Regions from separate parts of the Zea mays genome. Here region 1 is linked to region 2. The links are chromatin contacts, called in public Hi-C maps. All regions are on one chromosome and are shown on one strand. The core of a region is the stretch at or near the end of the contact, and the rest is flanking DNA. Distances in the headings are between cores, read along the strand shown.

Evidence for each region. A called contact is a pair of places that touch in the nucleus more often than the background predicts.
Region 1: a Hi-C map of ear shows a contact between it and region 2, with 1.8 times the contacts expected there. The contact joins the promoter of LOC103640867 here to the promoter of LOC100194014 in region 2. A contact is called at or near these places in 3 of 25 Hi-C or Micro-C datasets (bundle sheath, ear and tassel).

What each region holds. Positions count from the first base shown.
Region 1 is chr10:12,523,360-12,527,071 of Zm-B73-REFERENCE-NAM-5.0, forward strand. It overlaps LOC103640867 (WEB family protein At5g55860), which reads left to right and starts at 1,630. Exons shown (of 3, transcript XM_008664321.3): 1 at 1,630-2,023; 2 at 2,776-2,979. The coding sequence starts at 2,797.
Region 2 is chr10:12,276,162-12,279,742 of Zm-B73-REFERENCE-NAM-5.0, forward strand. It overlaps LOC100194014, which reads right to left and starts at 1,526. Exons shown (of 1, transcript NM_001139077.1): 1 at 19-1,526. The coding sequence starts at 1,483. The coding sequence ends at 542.

The DNA of each region.
Region 1 (3,712 bases), core at 380-2,879, 250 kb after region 2:
GTGATTGTGAATGTGAATGTGTATATGTGCATGAATCTGTTTTTGTTTTGTAAATGTCAGATTTTTTAAAAAACAGAATTTTGTGTAAATTCTGTAATTTGTTATGTCCGACGGCCTAGTGTTAGCCGTCGGACATAACCTTGCCTTATCTCCGACGGCATTAAATACCGTCGGACATAACCTAACCTTATGTCCGACGGCTTCTCGCTGGGCCGTCGGACTTAAGCTTGTGGGGCCCACTGACTGACCGGTAAAACGGTTGAGATGTATTATTTCCGACGGGCTCTAGCAGCCGTCGGAGATAGGCTATGTCCGACGGCTGCCGTCGGACATTGCATTATTTCCGACGAGTTATCTCCGACGGCTTAAAGCCGTCGGAGATAAGTCTTTGCCGTCGGAGATAAGCTATTTCCGACGGTTTAATTCTAATGTCCGACGGTTTTGGCCGTCGGACGTTTCTCCGTTTACTGTAGTGTAGTATCATCGGTTATTATTGCTGCGATCAAGGTCATATGTGATCTTGAGCATTCTAGCCCTTTTCTTTTTCAGGTGTGAAGTGTGATGCAATCCAGTGCCAGCAATACCTTTTGTCTTGGGATTTGCTCCTAGCTTCTTTTCTTCTCTTCGTTTCAATATTGAGCATTTAATTAACCCATCTTCATCTCCTCCAAGGTGGCCATGTGGCTCAACACTTGGGGTGTGGACCCAAACTAGCTTTTTTACAACACTTAGCGCGTGTTTTGGTATGACTCTGCTCCACCACAGAGCAGCCCTACCCCGAAACTATAGGTGAAGCAGGTTTGCTCTAGAGTTTAGGTTGTTTCTCGTAACCGGTGGCAGTACGCGGGTAAATAACTCCAAACTTATGACTATGTTGCTTTTTGGAGTTTTCGAAACAACAAGAGGTACTACAAAAATTTATACTACAACTCCAAAAACTCCATAGACTTTATAACTCTGAAATTAGGGTGTTTGGCATGCTCAGGCCAGCTCCTCCTTAGAATTTTGTTATGTAGCCATGCCAAATACGCCCTTAAACACATGTTAGATCACTAGATGTCGATCAATTACTAAAATCAAATTAGTGCTTTGAGCGTCTAAGGTACAAAATTTGTCTCCTTAGACACCCTATCTATTGGATGCCTGTTTACTCTTATGATTTGTTGTGTGCTTTGAGATTTAGTAATATAGGTTGAACAGTTGAAGAAAATGTGCAGACTACGTGTTACTGGTTCGGGATATATCTTTATCTTTATGTGTTGACGAATGGTCTACTTTTCAATGTTTTTTTAACCTAATTTTACATTATGACATTTTTTCTAATTCATTAAAACCGATGCTGAAATAACGAGGTCTAACATAACCATTCTCTCTTTGTTTTTTTTTTCAAAATGACAAAGTTTTAATATCAAGTATATCGGGCTAGTCTATTCAAATAGTTGAATTATACTTTTCATACGTTTTTAATTGAGTATTTTAAATCCAAACTTCTAATTAATTACACCTATCTTTATTTTTTAATATCTAGTATTAGGTCGGGAGTCGAGACGATGCTATAAATTATTTTTTTGTGAGCCTAGGCCATGGTCCATGCAATTTAAGAGGACATACCCGAGGACCCCGCATTTCAGATCGTCCCTCCCACGTCCCCCACCCCCACCCCGCGCTCCGCGGTCCGCGCCGACCCGCCCTCGCCATCGCGCCGCGCGCGCCCGGTCCAACCCAACCGTGTTCATCCGGTCATCCCCTGCTCGTGAGCCGTGAACCCACCCAGGTCCACGGCCCTCCCGGTCCCGCCTCCCGCAATTCCTCCAGCTCCCCGAAACTTTTTGCATCTCCTCCACCACCACCGCCCCCTCCCCTTCGCCCCGACGAACACGGCACCACGAGCCCCGCACCTCACACAGATTTAGCCTACCTCTCCCACCGCGGCTACATTCCTCACCCCACCCTGTCGGTACGCGTTCCGGTCGTCCCCATCACCCCTCTGGCCTCTGCGTGTTGATTTCTTCGTTTGTGCTTGGTAAGAACGCCCTAAATTGCTGTTTTCCCTCCCATTTGGGCCTGTTGAACCGTTCCTTTGCTCTGAGGCCAACAATCCGAATGTTTGCCTATGCTTTGACGCTCCGATCCATCTGGTTTCGTTGTGGATTGTTCGCTGCGTGGTGAGGCTATTGCAAATGTAAAGTTTTTTCTTAGGGTGGTTCAGTTGAACACCTCGCCACCATAATACGTACACCGCTGAGAGAGAGTTCATTGTTGTTGCCATAATATTGTATCAGAATGTCATGTGTGAAGCTGTACAGTGTACACTACTGGAATATTAGATGATTGGTGAGCTTGATGAGCCATATGAGATGATCAAACCATAATTTTGATAGACAAAGGTAGCTTCTTGAATGCTGTTTGTAGGATCCGTGGGGCTGGGGAAGAGCAGGAAGCTTGGTAGTAGGTGGGTTCTTTTTTGTGCTGCATGGAATTCAGGATTCAATGGTTTTCATCAAGGATTTGGATGTCACTAGCCCGTCATATTGGCGACAACCAATTCCTGGTATTATGGCTGGAATAATCAAATATGGGATTTTTGAAGGTCGAGAAACCATATATTATTATTATTATTATCATTTTACATTATGAGCCATGACAGACTTGGGCGGCCTAGTATTTTTTTCACTCCATTTTTGTCATGTTTGACTTCATTATTGATTTACTTCACACCCCAATGATTTCACTACCATTATCTTGGTTTGAACTCAATTTATTTTCCTATTGCAGGCTGCATAAACTTTTAAAAAAATGAAGGCAAATATGGGCACAAAAGCTCGTCCACTATCTGTTGACGCAGACAAAGGAGAGATTGGCGAAATAGATACAAGGGCTCCTTTTGAATCTGTTAAAGCTGCAGTGAGTTTATTTGGTGAAGTCAAGGTTTCATCTGACATATCAGCTGCAAGAAAGCCTAAGGTTCCTCAAGCAGAGGTAATCAAACATTTTTTTGTCAAAGTTGTCGCCCCCCTCCAATCCTTTATTTAACTCTAACCCCCGTGTGCCTCCACCTTTGGTTGGGATGGTTCTCAAAAGTAGAAAATCCTGGAGATAGAACATCAAAACAATTCCACTACGGGAATTAATATGACCAATTGACCATTGTGGGGCATACCTTAAGGTAGATAGGATAGGACTAGAATACATAAAAAACTAGATAGGACTAGAGTACATAGGAAACTATGTGCCCTGACATTCTCTCTTTTGTTTGCTACACTCGATTTGTCAGATTAAACAAATTCCACATTTGTGTTTTTTTACCATCACCTGGGTCGAACAAAGACATCTGTACCTGCATCCATATAACACTGGGTGGCAGTAGTCCTCAAATCTAAATTGGCCTTTACCATCTTATTTTCTTTACATCCATGTGATATAAAGTGTTTTTTTAACAGACAAAATATTAAGAATCTACAGTTTGTAGAACAGTAGAAAGTCTTATGAACAAAGAATGCCTTGCATCTCATTAGTTTTGCAACTCACTTTTTACTTATTGTTTATATTATTTGTTTAATTGTCTTATATAAATGGGCGTGTTGCATGGTCTGAAGATAAGTTGGATTCTTGGATCCATTACTTCGCAACCACTAGTTTATTGAGAAAAAATGCTTTTAGATCACTCTGGTTTACTATTTTTGTGTAGGTTCAGAATAGGCAGTATGATGGA
Region 2 (3,581 bases), core at 276-2,775:
GATGTATTGCACCAGTCTCACCTTAGTTGATTACTCTTATATCTACTATTTCAACAGGACAGTTTGCAACTGGAGCCAAATGCATTCTAAGTTTTGTTGTAAGCAATCCTAAGTACAGTATTATGATATGCAGGACAATTACTTTTCTAACCTCTGATGTATTCTTAATACCGCAGCGCTGAATGAAACCTATGACACAACAGATGCCCAGTTTACATTCAATTCCCATCTTCAGTGGTACTAACTCCATTCTTAAATATTTGACGCCGGAATCCGGATAGTTCATTTTTGAACTAAAAACGTCAAATAAAAAAGGAGGGAGTATATGATACTCAAATCCTTTTTTTATTGTAGTACAAAACCAAAAGCATGGATTTCTTGCACTAATAGTAGCCTACATGTTCTGAACATTCCATCGCATGGATTCCTTACACTAATAGTAGTCTACATGTTCTGAACATTCCATCACAATTACACACACTTATGCACAGAACTGAAACGCACACCAGACCAAAACCTTGATTGCTTCCACTGAAACCAATCATGGCCACACCGTGACCACTGAGACAACATGGCGATCTTTTCCATCGTCATAGGGCAGGAAGACATACATGTTGGCGAACTCATTGTAGATCTCCCCTGTGAGCTCTCCGTGCATCGCGCGGCAGTGCATGTAGAGCACAACGTTGGCCACCATCCCGTACAGCATCATCACGGCCAGCAGCGCTGTGCCAGCCACCGCCTTGACCACCACAGGCGCCATCCCAGCCCACCCAGCCCCAGCGTCGTACCTCTCGGCAGCCACACCGCCGAAGCCCCAGAGCGTGACCCCAATCCCGGCGGCGAATACCAGGAACGAGGAGAGCGCTGCGAGGCGGGCGGTAGAGAGGAGCTGGCAGCTCCGCCGGAGCGGCGTGAAGCCTGTGGCCGATTCGACCACGGCAGCGGCGCCAGCGAGGGACCAGAACGGGGACAAAAGGATGAAGCCGAGGACGAGCAGCGCGGCGCCGAGCGCAGCGGGGAGCGGGAGGAGCGGAAGGAGTGCGAGCGGGGAGGCCAGGATGGCGGTCAGGATGAGGCGGAGGAGTGAGGCTGGCACTGAGCGGAGCGAGGCGAGGAGCCGGACGGGGCGACCGAAGAACCCTGCGTGCGCGCTGGCCGCGGCGGCGGCGAAGGCGGCGAGGTAAAGGAGCGCCGCGGCAAGGGCGAGCAGCGGCAGCGGGATGGGTAGTGGGTACCTCGACGGATCCTGCGGGACCCGGAGATGCACGGGAGGGGAGGCGGCGGAGGAGGCGGAGGCAGAGAACAACGGGCAGGGGAGGGCGAGTAGGAGGAGGGCGAGCGGGAGAAGGAGGAGAGAGGATAGGGCCAGGAAGTGACGGGAATGCGCGGCGACGAGGCGGCAGGTGGAGGACGCCGCGCCCGCGAGGAGGTCCGGCCAGAGGAGGGCGGACGGCGGCAGAGAGGGCGGCGGCGTGTCCATCAGGGACTGGACCGGTGGTGGCAGAGGCGGGGATGCCGTATACGGTACGGCTGGATGAGAATGTTCACATTTCCTAAATTTTTTCCTCCAACTCTAGTAGTTCTCTAAAACACTTTCTAAATCAATAATTTAGATAGTTAACATAAAAACTATTCTCCAACAGTTCTCTAAATAAACTTTCTAAATTTAACAACTTGTCATTTAACCTCATTTTCTCTCTACATTTGACAATCATTTAACAACTCCCTAAACAATAATATTAACTGCATTATGTAGTTTTTGTAACTTATTTTTTTATGTGGATAGATACAAAACAAAATTACAACCTATATTTAGAGAACTATTGGAGAACTTATATTTTTTTACTCCAAAAGTCATTTAGCAACTTCTTAAATCTATGATTTAGAGAGCTAAAATTTGCATACAGTAACTATTGGAGTTGACACATATTTCAATTACACTCCCTACTTTTCTTCTTCTTAAAGCAGTTCTCTCTAAATTCTCTCGTGTATCCTACTGTAGCCATAAAATATCAATTCTCAACTCTATTCACTATTTATTATCAATTTTTGCTCTACTAAAAACAAAATCATGCGCGAGTGTCAGAGCAGGGGCCTTGTAGTAACGCGCCATATCTGGCGAAAAACTGCCCACCTAGCTTGTAGTGGGGTTGTAGTGTTGGACGTTGCGGCAGAAGAGTGACCCTATACACCAACAGTGTCAGGGAGGGAGCAGCTCGAGATATTGACATACTGTCGCGCATAGTCTTAGGCTCACTCCAAGGGAGCAACCATCCGGCCAGACAAATCTAAAATAGTTGTCCTAGAGCCACTGTAGTAGTGCAATCCTTCTTCCAACGGAGCAGCTAAACGGGTCAGTCAAAATGGAAGGCAGAAGAGAGAAAAGATATATTGCCTGGTACTGTGACCGATAGCTAAATTCTTCATTCTTGACTGACCACTGGGCCCCAGCGTCTACTCTATTCTAGCTGAACGTATGGATGGTTATGCTATTGGAAAGATCTAGCGTATGGCTGGGCGGTTAAACTATAGACACCAACCAAAAGTACAGATGGTTGCCCGATTTGCATGCCTCTGTTAGAGTGAGCTTTAGGCTATCCCCAGAGGTAGGGATGGCAATGAGTACGGGTATGGGTAAATAACCACAGATAATTATCCATTGGATATGAGTATGGTAGAATTTGGTATCCGCTGGTATAGTTATGGATATAATAAGGTATCTGTGGATATTTTTTTCGCGGGTATGGATATCCAGTATTCATACCCGTTACCCAATGGTTATCTAACATGTGGTCCATCCGGATTTACATATTATCATAAATTCTTATTTTTTCAATTTTTATCCATAACATGTTTGGTGCTGAAATTATCATTTGATGCTACTGTAATGATAATTATTTTGAAATGTGATAAAATTGTTGTTTGGTGTTGAATGCTAAAATTGTAGTGTGCGGGCGGATAACGGGTATCCACTGGATAGCGGATACTCGGCGGATACGGGTATGGATACAGACCATACCCACGAACGTTTATGGGTACGAGTATGGGTTGAGTTTTGTGTCACGGGTATGGATTCGCGAACTATATATCCGTGTACTACCCGCCCGATTGCCATCCCTACCCAGCGGTTCTCCCTAAATTTTTTCCCCTATATTATTTTTTGTGTCACATCATCAACATTTTATTCCCTATTTTTTTCATCTCCCACAGCGGTTCCCCCTATTTTCTTCCCTTATACCCCACTACAACCATAAAATATTATTTTCTATACCTACTTTTTATCTCTATCAATTTTTTATCCACTAACAATTAATTGCGGGCCTACAACACAGTAGAAGGGGAGGCAACGAGCGCACGCTGCATCCCGTAGGAGAAAGAAGAGGACGGCGCGTGGCTACACCGTGAGGGCACCGTAGCGGGCAGCGGTGCGACGCCTAGCGGCTGCCTGTTGCCTCTACAGGAGGGGAGGGGGAGCGGGCCGCGGGAAGCCATGCGTACAGCCTTAGGCTGGCTCCAACAAGATCCTCTAAAGGGTCTTGTACCCTAAATTTAAAGGACGGGGACATCCTCTACTCCCT